Linked DNA regions of Hordeum vulgare: region 2 is linked to region 1. Evidence: chromatin contacts called from public Hi-C data. All regions are on one chromosome and are shown on one strand. The core of a region is the stretch at or near the end of the contact, and the rest is flanking DNA. Distances in the headings are between cores, read along the strand shown. Region 1 holds the start of LOC123409962 (stromal cell-derived factor 2-like protein). Region 2 holds the start of LOC123407475 (nucleolar GTP-binding protein 1-like).

What was found. A called contact is a pair of places that touch in the nucleus more often than the background predicts.
Region 2: a Hi-C map of seedling shows a contact between it and region 1, with 2.0 times the contacts expected there. The contact joins the promoter of LOC123407475 here to the promoter of LOC123409962 in region 1. A contact is called at or near these places in 1 of 6 Hi-C or Micro-C datasets (seedling) and 1 of 1 datasets of contacts at active chromatin or transcription factors (embryo).

Annotation. Positions count from the first base shown.
Region 1 is chr7H:67,147,578-67,155,051 of MorexV3_pseudomolecules_assembly, forward strand. It overlaps LOC123409962 (stromal cell-derived factor 2-like protein), which reads left to right and starts at 3,703. Exons shown (of 6, transcript XM_045102833.1): 1 at 3,703-4,071; 2 at 4,158-4,298; 3 at 4,887-5,027; 4 at 6,710-6,759; 5 at 6,848-6,977. The coding sequence starts at 3,967.
Region 2 is chr7H:67,276,831-67,284,304 of MorexV3_pseudomolecules_assembly, forward strand. It overlaps LOC123407475 (nucleolar GTP-binding protein 1-like), which reads right to left and starts at 3,315. Exons shown (of 3, transcript XM_045100611.1): 1 at 3,214-3,315; 2 at 1-2,073. The coding sequence starts at 2,043. The coding sequence ends at 34. LOC123407476 (2Fe-2S ferredoxin-like) reads left to right here and starts at 3,447. Exons shown (of 8, transcript XM_045100613.1): 1 at 3,447-3,554; 2 at 3,687-3,771; 3 at 5,927-5,991; 4 at 6,350-6,417; 5 at 6,717-6,823; 6 at 6,958-7,007; 7 at 7,093-7,175. The coding sequence starts at 3,717.

The sequences.
Region 1 (7,474 bases), core at 2,453-4,952:
ATCCAGGAGCAAGAGAAGTGAACCAGGCTTTAGCGTCATCCTTTAGAGAGAAAGGAAACAACTTAAGGATATAGTAGTAGCGGATCTTCTCCTCACTAGTGAAAAGGGTGGCTATATCGTGTAGTTTAGTAAGATGGGCTACGACCGTCTCAGACTCATAACCATGGAAAGGATCAGATTCGACTAGAGAGATTATCTCAGGGTCGACAGAGAATTCATAATCCTCATCGGTGATAAAGATAGGTGAAGTGGCAAACTTTGGGTCGTATTTCATCCTAGCTTTCATAGATTTTTTCCTTCCAATTGAGAAGTAATTTCTCAGCGTCATAGGCATCCTTACACGCAAGAAAATCCTCAGCTATCTCTCCCTCCATAGCATAACCCTCGGGTATATCAGGGAATTCATATCTAGGAGAGCTAGATCTAGCAGGAGCAAAAGCAGGTTATATCTCAATAGTATCGGCAGTTTCAGAAGCATCACGAGCATTGGCAGTAACTCTAGAAATATGAGCATCAAGGAATACCCCTAGTGGCATATCAGGCAAAGTAGTATCTCTAGCAGTATCAAGCATAGCATCATTAGGCAAAATAACATCTCTAGCATCATCAAGCAAAGCAGTATCAGGCATAGCATCTCTAGCAGTATCAGGCATAGCATCTCTAGCAGTATCAGGCATAGCATCTCTAGCAGTATCAGGCACATGCGACATATCAAGGTTTCTAGCAGGAGGTGGTGTCGCAAACTTACTCATAACTGAAGGTGAATCAAGTGTAGAGCTAGATGGCAGTTCCTTACCTCCCCTCGTAGTTGAGGGCAATACTTTGGTTCTTGGATCTTTCAGATTCTTCACAGTGATCAGCAGATATAAATCCCAAGTGACTCAGAGAATATAGCTATCCTCCCCGGCAACGGCGCCATAAAAGAGCTGCTTCCAGTTGCTCAACAATTAGCAATTGTCTTGCAGTGGCCCACCAACGTGTGGGATCGCGACAGTTTCCGAGGGTAGAGTATTCAACCCAAATTTGTTGGTTCGACACAATGGGAGTGAAAGGATATTCTCTAGTATTAACAGTTGAGTTGTTGACTCAACCACACCTGAAAGATTAGTATCTGCAAGCAGGATATAAGCAGCAAAGGTAGTATGATAGCAACGTTGCTAGGAAAGAATCTGTTGATGGCAGATTATTCCTAACTGAAGTATCAACGGCGCCAGAAAAGAGCTGTTGACGTGCAACTATTCTCGACTTGATGCCTCCCCGGCAACGGCGCCAAAAAAGTACTGTAGCAGGTAGTAGCAGTGTAACGAGTAACAACAGTGGCAAGGAACAACAATAGTGACAGCAGTAGCAAGTAGCAGCAGTAGCAAGTAACAGTAGTATAGCAAGTAACAATAGTAGCAACAGCAGCAGGACAAAGCAAGTAATAGCAACAGCAAGTAACAATAGCAGCAAGTAATAGTAGCAGCAACAGTAGTAACGACACAACAAGTAACAGTGGCAGTGGGACAAACTCGTAGGCAATGGATCGGTGATTTGTCGGATGACATTCATCATGCAACAGTTATAACATGGAGAGATATGTGGCTAGGTCCCGTTCGTCAATGTGATGTAGGCATGCATTCCGTGTGTAGTCATACGTGCTTAGGGAAAAGAACTTGCATGGCATCTATTGTCCATCCCTCCCGTGGCAGCGGGGTCCAAATGGATACTACGGGATATTAAGGTTCTCCTTTAAATAAAGAACCGGACCAACGCATTAGCACTTGGTGAACACATGAACCCCTCAAATTATGGTCATCACCGGGAGTGGTTCCGGTTATTGTCACTCCGGGGTTGCCGGATCATAACACATAGTAGGTAACTACAACTTGCAAGGTCGGATCTAAAACACACATATATTGGTGACAACATAATAATTTCAGATCTGAAATCATGGCACTCGGGCCCTAATGACAAGCATTAAGCATGACAAAGTAGTAGCAACATCAATCTCAAAACATAGTGGATACTAGGGATCAATCCCCGTCAAAACTAACTCGATTACATGATAGATCTCATCCTACTCATCACCGCCCAGCGAGCCTACGAATAGATTACTCACGAACGATGAAGAGCTTCATGGAATTGGAGACGAAAGAAGGTTGATGATGACGATGGCAACGATCTCCTTGATCCAGAGCCCAAAACGGACTCCAGATCTGCCCTCCAGGGCAAGAACGGGATGTGGCAGCGCCTTTGGATCGTGAAACGCGATGAATTCTTCTCTCCTGATTTTTTCCGGGACGAAAGGGAATAAATAGCGCTGGAATTGGGGGCGGCAGAGCCACGTGGGCCCCACAAGCCTCGTGGCCGCGGCCGGGGGGGAGGCCGCGGCTACAGGGCTTGTCGCCCACTGGCCTGTCCCCTCCGGTGGATCTTTGCGCAGGTATTTGTCATATTTTCCAGAAATATTCTCCGTAAATTTTCAGGACGTTCCGAGAACTTTCATTTCTGCACAAAAACAACACCATGACAATTCTGGTGAAAACAGCGTCAGTCCGGGTTAGTTCCATTCAAATCATGTAAATTAGAGTCCAAAACAAGGGCAAAAGAGTTTGGAAAAGTAGATACGATGGAGATGTATGAGGCACCCACTAATTTAATTCAAAAGTTGCTCTTTTCATACATTTTTTTGGATAATGATTCCCTTCAGCCGACCGATTATGTGCGAGCTTCCATCATCTCTATGTTCGTCGGATGAATTTTAATCAACAATCCGAAGCTAACTCTTCGATGCCCATGTTTTGCAACTGGTTCATTATTTCAAAAAGGGGTTCTGCAACCAGCTCCTTGTTGCAAAACGACTAGGAGCTAGATTCCACAGCGAGTGCGATCAGGGAGGCCAATTTTTTTCGGCAACACGACCCATGCTACATTTCCCCCCATAATACAACCTATGTTACAAAAAAGAACACACAATAAAACTTATGTCGCAAAAAGACCCGCAATATAAGCTCCGTTGCAAATATTCCCGCAACAAGACCTTTGTCGCAATGTATAGAAATACATATGGTTGATTGATTGTATCAAATCCAATGGCTTGCTATGCGGCAAATCTTTTGAATAAATCCGCCGACCGACGCGTAGCAGTCTTCTATATTTTTTGTCACATACCTTTAGGTTTTAATTACACTTTTGGAGAACACATTGGCCCTATTTGAATCCATGGGTTAAAGTTAGTTTGGGTTAGTTTGGATTCAACTAATCCAAAAACATCTAAACATAAGGGTTAGTTTTGGTTAGATGCATCTAACCCATCAAAAAAAAAATTAAACCGATGGAGAGATGCTTATTTGGGTTAAAGTTAGGTGGGGCCCAGAAAAAAAGTTATTTTTTCCCTCTACTTTCACCATACCAAATCCTGGTTAAATGAGTCAAATGATTAAAAAAAATGCATTTATTGTCAATCTAATTTTATCATCCAAATACTTCTTTGTTTAAAGTTAGTTCAAAATTAATCCAGAGTCAGAATTACCTCTAACTGAATTAAAGTATCCAAAGAGGCACATTATGGAGTGACTAGTCGTGTGAAAGTATGTTTTGAGGGGTCTTTTGGCACAAAATAATACCATCACTGACGCGGCTGCAACACGTGTCGTCCTCTGGTTCGTCCCCTATACGTGGAAGCCGGATGGGTCCCGACCCGAAGCCAGTCTCCACGGAAGCAACGACCACGGCAAGCAAAACGTCCCGGAGCTCGCGAGATCTCGACGGCCGCAACCACACACACCAGCACGCCCAGACACGAGAGACCAGACCCACCCCGCTTCACCGATCGCCGGCGGGAAAGCCAAAGCCCCGCGCGGCTCGCGCGAACCAGACGCGGCCACGGCACCACCGGCCGCCGCCGCGGCCAAGGGGAAAGGCTCCTCGACGTCACCGCCGTCGCCGCCGCCGAGGTCCTATCGCGCCACCGCCGCCGTCGCGATGGCCGCGTCCGTCCTCGCGCTCGCCGTGGCGCTGCTCCTCGGCGCCAGCTCCCGGGTCGACCACGGTGCGGCCGCCGCCCCCGTATCGGAAGAGGGGCTCCAGGTCCGCTTCCCAGATCTTAAGATCTGCCAAACGATTGGAATTTATGCGAGGAACTGGGTTTGATCTGCGTCTGGGTGGCCTTGCAGGTGACCTACGGGAGCACGGTGAAGCTGATGCACGAGAAGACCAAGGTGAGGCTTCACTCCCACGACGTGGCCTACGGCTCCGGCAGCGGCCAGCAGTCCGTCACCGGCTTCCCCGAGATCGACGACTCCAATAGCTACTGGGTGGGGTGCCTCTCCGTCTCTCATGGTTTCATTTCGCGCAATTGCCCCCATCTTCCAAGTTCGTGTCAAACCATGGTCTTGAATTGATAATGCCAGCGTTGGCTCTTCGTTCAGAGTGCAAATGCTGTACCCGCATTGATTGAAATCAGGGTGCAGATGTGCATGTCATATCAAAGAAACAGAGGAATGGTATAGAGAATGACAAAAATTGTAAGGTCTGGATGTAGAAAAACGAATCATTAGGCATCAGTTGTTCACCTGCCATTTACTTTTCTCCGAACCGTACAAATTTCGCACTTTGATTCGTCGGATAATTATGTGACATCTCACTAAACAGATGGATAAATGACGACATTAGCATGATGAAACTCCAACGTTGACACTGCAATACTGCTAGTTTTTTTTTTTTCATTCTCGAATCGGAAGTCCCAACCTAATGATATTTTGTGGCTAAAGATTTGGCAGTTAACCTTGATATTAATATGATTTGCCTTTCAAGTAGTCTGATACTCCACCCCGAAGTAGGCAGGGTTAGAACATGCTGTTCATGTTCAACATCTAGGCTTGACTTTGCTTGTACTCCTGCAGATTGTGAGACCTACTCTTGATTCATCAGCCAAACAAGGTGAGGCTATTGAAACTGGTAGCATCATCAGGTTGCAACACATGAGGACACGGAGATGGTTACATAGCCACTTGCATGCTTCACCGTTATCTGGTAACCTAGAGGTTAGTGTGATACGTAGTAAGTTAGTTTCGATACGTTGAAGAACCTGTAAACATTAATTTATTAAATATATTTTGCTCTCTAGAAATGAATATTTGTGCATTATGTGATTCCCAGTAGCCATCATGAAATGAAAATTTGTGCATTATGAAATGAATATTTTGCTCTCTATGGTCAGGAGTAAAGCTTTTGCGATTAGACTATAAGATTTTTTCCCTAACCGCTCCCAATGCATCATATCTAAATCTATATTATATACACTAAATAAGCATTTATATACAACTCTCATACACTTTGTGTCTAAAGGGTTCATATTTCATATGATTTGTAATTAATGGTAGAATCCCAATTATGTGGCATGTGGCCGCACAAACCATTGTTGAGCCTAATCAAGCACAACTGTGTTACCCAGATGTTAATATTGTAAGTAGTACTAGCAAATCAAAATTAACTGAAAAAAATCCACACTCACAAAGCTTATTCATGAAGATCTCTGAACTGGACATTCACCACAAGCAATTTGATCACTCATTTTAGTGAAGCATTAAGCCCAGCCACGAGAATCATCCACATAGCAATTTGATTCACACAATCTACAGATATATGTTGCTTACAAGTTAAAACCTTCTTATTTACCAATGATTCATGGTAAATCTGTGTACGTTATACTATCTAGAACATGTTCTGCAAATACACGGCCAAACTGGGATTAATTTTCCTAATTCCTTGGTGGCTGGAACATCTTCTGCAAATCAATTTCATAAATTAACTCACAGTGCACAAATAACCCACTTATATTACATTCCCGAAACAACAAGCACGGAGGCAGTACATTCAACCGGAGCATGTATGTAACTCACAGTGAGCAGGATGAAGGCCTCCATTGGCTTCTTCAGTTAGCAATCATGCACCAGCACTCGTAGCACAAATGATGAAGGATGGTCGGGGTTCGGGAAGGAGGGGGTGGGATTTGGGGCATACAGGATCAGAACAGCATTTAGGTTAGAGGAATGCCTGGTCAGGGCTTGGCTGTGGCCCGAACTGACGACTTTGGTAGCATCGGTGGTGGCAGACAGCCCGAGATGTCAGTAGGCTAGGCAACGACATGTGAATGTGTTGGGAAGGGAGACGGTGAGGATGCAGCGGAGAACAAGATGGGTGGGGATGGAGGACTGCGGCGTGAGGCAGGAGGACGGCTTTGTAGTTTCCTGGCTAGGCATAGCAGCACCTGAGAAGAGAAACTTATATCTTGCATTATATGGTGAGCACCCTGTCTCTATTTTTCTCATCTCGCCCTATCCATGGTAGGTGGATAAATAACACATGTTGTCATGCACACGGTGTCCTTGGTCACAAAGAAAGAAGTTGTTGCCCATGTTCTTGAATCAAGTGACTGACAATGTCTACAATAACTTGCAACTGCCAAGCCCAATGCCACCAGGCTATCTTTTAGCAGCTTGTATTGTGTGTCATGTAATTGCTGTTGTACCGAAGCTTGGGCACTCTAAATCTTATCCGTAGGCCCAGGGGCAACCATCTTTGTAACTTTGAATAGACTTATCACTAGGAACTCATGTGGACAATTCTTTGCTGTGCGCAAAGACGTTTTGTTTTACTATATGTTTCTTTTGCTTAATTTTTTATTGAATTAAGTATGCACCCTAAATCTTGAATGAACTTACAGGTGAGCTGTTTTGGTGGTGATGGACAATCAGATACCGGTGACTATTGGAGGTGTGATTGCTTAAAATATGTGATGCATGCTGCCTATTTGGTTGCCTAACTTAATCCAGCTTAATGGCTTGCTTTTCATATTATACAGGCTAGAAATTGAGGGAAAGGACAAGGTATGGAAGCGAGATCAGAAGGTAAGATTGCGTCATGTTGACACGGGAGGCTATCTGCACAGCCATAACAAGAAGTATAACAGGCTTGGTGGTGGGCAGCAAGAGGTGAGTGTGATAATAGTTAGAACCTACAAGTACAACCTTGTTCCGACATATATTAACGTTATATACCAATGTGATTGGGTAATGCATGTTTAGAAACTACAGCTATTAATGCTAAGAAATAATAAAATTGAATTACATGCGGTATGCGGCAATGTCAACATGCACTGTTTGTTCAAGAACTCTAGTCCTTGATCTTTAGAACATCAAGGAAATTTATTTTATATCTATAAAATGAGATGTCACTGAAACATCACAACCTGTTTACCTTTAATTAGTTAATTCTAAATCATTATACATACTCCCTCTAATCCATATTAATTGACGCAAAGCTCACGTCTATGAAGGCAAATGTCGTACTGCCTGAATTCATAGCAAATACTCCCTCCATCCCAAAATAAGGGTCTCAACCTTAGTACAATTTTATACTCCCTCCATTCCACAATGTACTGCGTCTGTTCTTCTCGAGATCTAAGTTTCACCATACATTTAAGTAACCA
Region 2 (7,474 bases), core at 2,065-4,564, 130 kb after region 1:
TGATCGCAAGCAGCAACGTCCACATTGACTTGTTTACCGCCTGCTGGTCTTCCCAATTCCTCGTTTTCCAGAGAAGAGATGCTTCGGTTTCAACGTGGGGATGACGCGATCCGCCTCTCCACGGCGAGCCTCCTTGTTCCTGTTCTTGACAGAGTCCCTTGATTTCTTGATGGCCTTCTTCTTTTGAGCAACATCCCGGATCCCGTCACCTGGTACGACCTCTTCAATTGGTCGTGATTTGGACCTAGACCTCGACCTTGTACGCAGCTTCTTGTCTGAGTGCTGGCCATCAACGTCCATAGCATTGTCACCATCAGCTCTGCTCAGTGACCTCTCACGCTTACGGCCTCTTGACTGGCTGCGAAGCCGGTTCACAGCTGCAGTAGGATCAACGCCCATGGATGTGAGTTGTCTGCCCATTCTCTTGGTTGTGAATTTCCTATCCTTGTCATGCTTCCTTGGAACGATAGGACGGCTCTCTGCAGTACTCTTCTTCATCCTATGCTCTTGGATGAGCATTGCCTTCTTCTTCCTAATCTTACCCAGTATCTCACGCTGTTCTTCAGTTAATTCGTCATGGCCATCAATCATGAAAGCATCCTGAGCAGCTTCTTCTTCAAGACGAAGACCCTCCTCCCTTTCCAGTTCCTCACACCTTTCCAAGATATCCGGATCCAGGAAATCGGCAACATTATGCCCATCCAATATCTCAGGGAGAATATCTTCCTTCCATTCATCATCAGCCAACAAGTAATGCTTTTTGAGACTGGCAGAATAGACACCAGCACCTCCATTCTCATTCTCAAGGTCCCTCTCAAGTTTCTTCTTTTCCTTTGCAGCAGCAATTGCTTGAGCTTCAACAACAGCCTGAGGAATGCAAGTAGGCCTATCTCTGTTGTCACGAGGCTTGGGCATAGCAACATGAAACCTATTTAAGCAGTCATTGATCTTCTTTGACTTCATCTTGATCTCCACCCTCTGCTCAAGAAGCCTCTCACATGCAGCATTTTTAACAGCCATCACACCCTCATCTGTTAAAGCACTCATAGTCAACAAAACACCCTCTTCACTGGGATCTCCACCTTGAGGTATAGTCTTCATAGCCTCTGACTTCATCTCCATTACCAGCTTCATGTCCTCTTCAGAAAGCCCATCAAGCGGCTGCAAATCAGTCTTGTTGCACACAATGACCAGAGGCTTATTCATGAACAGGGATTTTATACTGTGGAAGAGTGCAGCTTGCTGAGCAATAGTGTACCCACAAGAACCAGAGATGTCCAAGAAGAACAGCACAGCAGCCCTCAAGTGGGCAAGAGCGGTGATACTGCACATTTCTATGATGTTCCTATCCTCAAAAGGCCGATCAAGGATCCCTGGAGTGTCAATCACTTGGTAACGCAGATACTTGTAATCTGCATGGCCAACAAAAAGGGATTTTGTTGTGAAAGCATAAGGCTGCACGTCCACATCAGCCCTTGTAACCTTGTTCATGAAAGAGCTCTTCCCAACATTTGGATACCCACAAATCAAGATAGTACGGGTGTTTGGGTCAATTGATGGAAGCCTGGCCATGTGCTGCCTGATCTGCTCCAGGTATGCCAAACTAGGACTGATACGCTTTAGAACAGTACACATGCGACCTAGTGCAGCAACCTTCAGGCACTTGCACCGGTACAGGGTGTCTCCATACTTGAGCAGCCTCAGATAGTCCTTGGAGATCTTTGCAATGATATTCCTAGCCGTATTGATCTGACCCAAGGCAAGTTTGTAGTGATCCTTGTTGTAGAGCACATGGAGGAGATCGCCATAGAAAGGATGGATGTCATCCAGTCTGGGGAACTCATCGATGATGGTGGAAAGCTTCTCATAGAAGTTCTGCTGAGTATAGCGAACCTTGCGCATATAGAACTGGCGAATGCGGTTGATAGCATAGCCCTTGTGGACAACAGTTGGTGTTTGCCTCTGAGTGCGGGACAAGATTATGTCAATGAAGTCCTTCCCAGGAGGGACAACAGTGATTTTCTTGAAATTATACTGCACCATCTTGCCGGCGTAAAGATTTGCTACTTATTCCTGTAATACAAACAAATGTCATGTCAATCCAATGCAGATAAACCAGTGAAGAAACTAATGCAGAAAAAAGGTTCAACATAAATGCTAGCAAGCAGAATTTCCAATAGCCAGGAAGAAATCTAGCAATCACTAGAAAACATCAATCTGTAATCATATGAAGACCCTAGATTCATCCCCAGCATTATCGGTGCATCCATGTCACACACAAGGAAAACTTTGATTTTAAAACATAAGACAAAAAAGCTAACTGCAGTTTCTTTGTTGAGGCTAACCCCAGTTTCTTTGTTGATGGAAGGAAAACCTAACATAAGACAAAAAGCAAAAGTAGTTGGCATCACAAACTGAAACCGTAGTCTAACTCTGGACCTTAAACACGCACACCGTTCTTATATGAAAGGACAAAAACATCTACAATATATACCTAGATACCAGCATGTCAAAGCACAGTCTCTTTGTTGGCAGTCAAAAATAGTTTAAACACAAGTATAGTCGGTTGCATCACACCAAAAGACTAATCCAGGCCCTGAAACCCTGGCACCATTCTTACATGGAAGGAAAACCTAATATATCTAAGCACCAGCAAGGCAGCAACAGCCTCCCAAAGGAGGGAAGAGCAACAACAACACCTGCATGCTTTCATTCTCATAGCATCAAATGCTTGATAGATTCTACAAAATTAGCGCAAATAAAAGTAAGCCGACAGCAGAAATAGTTCCAAACTTCTGATAAAATACCACGCCAGGCGTATAAATCTGCGGCAGCTAAACTAGCCGGCAACATTTAATCGACAAGAAGCATAAAAAACGTCCGCAGCAGCTAACTAGTCGGCAACTTCTCATCAACTAGAAACCTACAAATCAACACCCCTTATCATCTGCAACAAATCAGACAACCTTATTGAGCCGCTTGTTACAAATCCTTCGGTCAAACACGAGTCACAGCGCAAAACAGATGACGCAACTGCTTTATTCACGAACTCTTTGAGAGGTTCAACCAGGGATGAGCACGGACAGGTTGAACCAAGCCACGAATCTACAGGCACAAGTCTACTACCGCAGCCATCCGCGCGGATCATCATCACGGGCACACGACTACGCGAGACGGTCGGCACGCAGAGAGCGGAAAGAAGGGGCTACTTACGTCGCCAGGCGGCGGAGGAGGCGGAGGGACGGAGCTTCGCCTCGGTGGAGTCGGCGGGCGGGCGTCCGGCGGCGGACGGGGGTGGGGAGGGGGAAAGAGGAGGGTTTAGGGGTGGGTTTCGTCCGGGCTCTTATGTCCTCGCTAACGGGCTTTCCTCTCGGCCCATCTAACGGTCACTCTCCAGCCCGCTTTCCCCCGGCCCACGGTACTGGAGGCGGCGGCGGTGGTTCGAGACCCCACCACGGCTCAGCCAGCCAGCCTCCACCACACCCGCCGCCTACCTCCCCCCTTCCCGCCGCCGTGGAAGGTGACCGGCGGCTGCCTCCCACCGCTTCCGCGAGGTTCGCCTCCTCCACTGCTCCTGATTGTCCCTTGATCCGTCCCTACCGCTGGTTGCCTATCTATCTTGCTTCTGCGTGGTGATTCTTGCGGCTGCGGGTGCTGATTCGCGGTTTCTTGAATTGTTCTTCTAGGGTTCGGAGGCAGTAGGCGACGCTGCTGCCATGCTCTCCAGGATCTCCCAGCTCGGGGCGCGGCTCCTGCGCGAGACCAGAGCTGGTTAGTGCCTCTCCGCCCTTCTTCCTGCTACACTGTCCGCGCTATCAGGAATTAGGAAAAAATGCTTGTGCTTGGACCTAATGAATGCCCGAAGAACATGGAATTTGTATAAATGCGATGCATACGTGAAGCACCTTGTGCTCGGACCAAATGCTTCGCATTTTGTGGCTACCCAGTACCCATTGTAATGAGATGATATTCATCGTTCATGTTAGCCGATTTTTGAGTTGGGAGTCATGTTTTTATTTTCTTTGGCACCGAAGAGGGAGCTTTATTTCATTATAATGGCATAAGGTTCTTATAATCTTCAGAAACCAACGCCCGACATTGGGCAGGAGTAGAATTAAGCTCTTCAGAACCATACCAAACCACTAATTCTAGCGTTCGACGCTAATTCGTGGGCAACTTTATTAAACTCTCTCTTCACTTGTACAAACTGGATATCTGCAACTTGACTCTGAAGACTTTTTATTTCGTTGATAAGCCCTCATTTGCTGGACATGTCGCTCCCTTTAGCATTCATAACTTGTACTATCACATAGGCACAATCAGTTTCGATGGAAAAGGGGGCCTGGCACCAAGTATTAGCAAGTACATTCCTTCTTTGCTAGCTAACAGCTCTGATCTTCTGCGTCCGAGCAATTAACAGAACGAGCTGCACAAAAGAGAACAGAACAGCCAGACCTTCTAGCCGCAACACCAATACTAGCTTCGCCTATCGCTGCAGAGAACAACCCGTCTACATTAATTTAGTACAGCTGGTCAATGGCGCCAACAAACACAGCATCCCACCGGGTTCATTTCGGCTGCACACGTCCTCTGCCGGTGTCAGTTTACTAATTCCAGGCTCAAACATCGGCTGTTTGCCTTTGTAGTCACCCAGCTTTAGGTTGCACATAGTGAGACTAGCTGCATATTTTGGAGAAAAATAACTGGATCTTTTATGAGAGCTTCTCCTTTATTGTGGATTACACCGTTTCTTAGGTGCCACACTCTCCGCAAAAGAAGGACCAGCCCCCTAGTCTCCTTACTCAGGTTTGCGATCATGATCAGCAGCCAATCTTTCCCTCTATAAGCAAACTGAGATTCTTCAGGAATAGCCCACACCTTCCTAACTTCCATACGAAGAGTCTTGCCTTTGTACAGTTCCTAACTGCATGAAAACTATCTTCTTCTGTAACACCACATATAGAGCATGTACAATCAACTTCCAGGTATGTTTCCATTTGTTTCTCTTAGTAGCCAAGATATCAGCAGCTACGCGCAGGAGAAAACACGAACTTTATTAGGCACAGGGGCAGACCAAATATTACGCCAAATAAGTCTACTTGCACCCTCCTGCACAGGACTCTCAACATTCAGGTTACAAGCCAGTTCCAGGCTATGAAATCTTCAAAATTATACTCCCTCCGTTCCTAAATATAAGACCTTATAGAGATTCCAATACCAACTACATACGGACCAAAATGAATGAATCTACGCTCTAAAATGCGTCTATGTACATCATAACATCCATATGTAGTCCGTATTGAAATTTCTAAAAGGTCTTATATTTAGAAACGGAGGGAGTACTTAGAGAGACTAATATTCAGGATTTGATCAGCATCGTGTGGGAGAAAAGTTCTTGCAATCAGTTGAGTGTTCCTCTCTTTTCTTCCTGGGATCAACAGTTGTTTGACTCGGGATAATCTTGAACTTCCCCTTTGTGAACTGATCTTTAGGTTACGATTTCTTGGCAGCCAATTGTCTCTTCAAATACAAACTTTACTACCATCCCTAATCCTCCATATAATTCCCTTTTTAAGAAGGTCGGGGCCATGTTCAATTCTCGTCAAGCCAGGTGATGCATTATTTCTGAAAACTGTATCAATGAGGTTCCCTCTTGGGTAGTATATGGCTTTGAGGAGTCTTGCACATACACTGTTTGGAAAAATGAGAAGACGCCAGGCTTGTCTAGCGAGCAAAGCCTTGTTAAAAAGCATTGAGCCTCTGAATCCAAGATCTCCTTGAACTTTTGGTTTAGTGAGGTTTTCAGCCCACCAAAACTGTCACATCATGTTTCTTGATTGCTTATTTTGAAAAACTTTCTGGGTTTACGCATGCCTAGTTTAGTGAGGGTGTTTATTTGGTTCTGCATTCTGACTTCTTGCAGCAGGAACCTTGTCAACCAATAGCAACAATTACTACCGAGGTCAAGTCAGCCGGCATTTAACCCCAGCGGTTAGTCCTTTTGTACTGTTATAATCGTTGTGATTGCTAATGTAGAACATGGTCGTGCCCTATCGCCTTGGGTTCCTGCTGTGACCGAGAATATAACCAAAGCAGCAATAGAATTGTTTTTCTTCTATACATGATGCACACATTACTTCTCCGTGTTTCAGATTCATTTTGAAGTTTTTTCAAAAAAAGTAAAGATTATCTTTTCTCTACCTGTGTATCATTTTGCCACCTACACCCTTACATGTGCAAGCAAACACTGCCTTCTACATGTTCAGAAAAAAAATACTGCCTTCTGTTGAAATCTGTTTGTATGTGCAGAAGTGATGATTTATCATTTGCACTGGTCTTTATTTTTCAGAAAAGCATCCTCTTCTCCACTGCAACAACAAGTAGTCATCATGATGAAGGCAGTGAGGACAAGGAGAAGTGAGTGTGTTTGTCTTCTTCCAAAAAAAATTATGCAGCATGAAATTTAAACACCTAGCCATTTTTTGTATCTTTGGAGTAAGCAGCATATTAGTGCAGACCATTTCCTAATGTTATTTTTCTTGGTTAACATTTATCACCTTTTGATGGGCTACTCCTTCCACATCTTGAGGAAATAGCGGCCTTGAACAATAGCTTGATCGGTTTTACTGAATGTTAGTATTCAGCTTTAAGCAATTGTTTGATTTGGGGTAAAGAACTGGTCTTCTGACGAGAGCATTTTTCTCTGCCCTGTACAGAATCTCTGTAACATTTGTCAACAAGGATGGCACTGAGAAGACGATAAGTGTTCCTGTCGGAATGTCCATGTTAGAAGCTGCTCACGAAAATGACATAGAACTTGAAGGTTTTTAAACTACCTGTGTTTATTCACCTCACACCCCATCACATGCACTGGCTTGCTATCTTTCACTTTTTAAGATCTTGTCAATTGATTCCAGTTGTAGGTAATAACCTCGCCTGGTGTTTTCGTTACTGCAGGAGCATGTGAAGGGTCGCTCGCATGTTCCACTTGTCATGTCATAGTTATGGTATGTTCTAGATATAACCCATGCTGTTTTTTTTTCTGTTAAAGAAGCTGAAATTCTGCTGGCCGGCAATTCGAATTTTATCCAGGATGTAAAGGACTACAACAAGCTGGAGGATCCAACAGATGAAGAAAACGATATGCTTGACCTTGCATTTGGGCTCACGGAAACGTAAGTGGGTATCTCCTAAAGGATTATTTCTTGTTTATCTATGTTATATGAACCCCTCAAGTTTAGTGTCTGCGTGTCATGCAAACAAGCGTATTAAACATCTTAATATCTACTTATGTATTGCGCACCACTGTCAAAAAAGCCTTCCAGCACCTATATATGCACCTATAAGGTATTAAGGTTCAGGACATTTACATTAGGCTATTCGCGATGAACGGAAATCAAAGAGAACTAACAGGTAAAATAGCTAATTATGTTATAGGCTGTAGATGTATAAACGCCATTGTAGCTTTGTATAT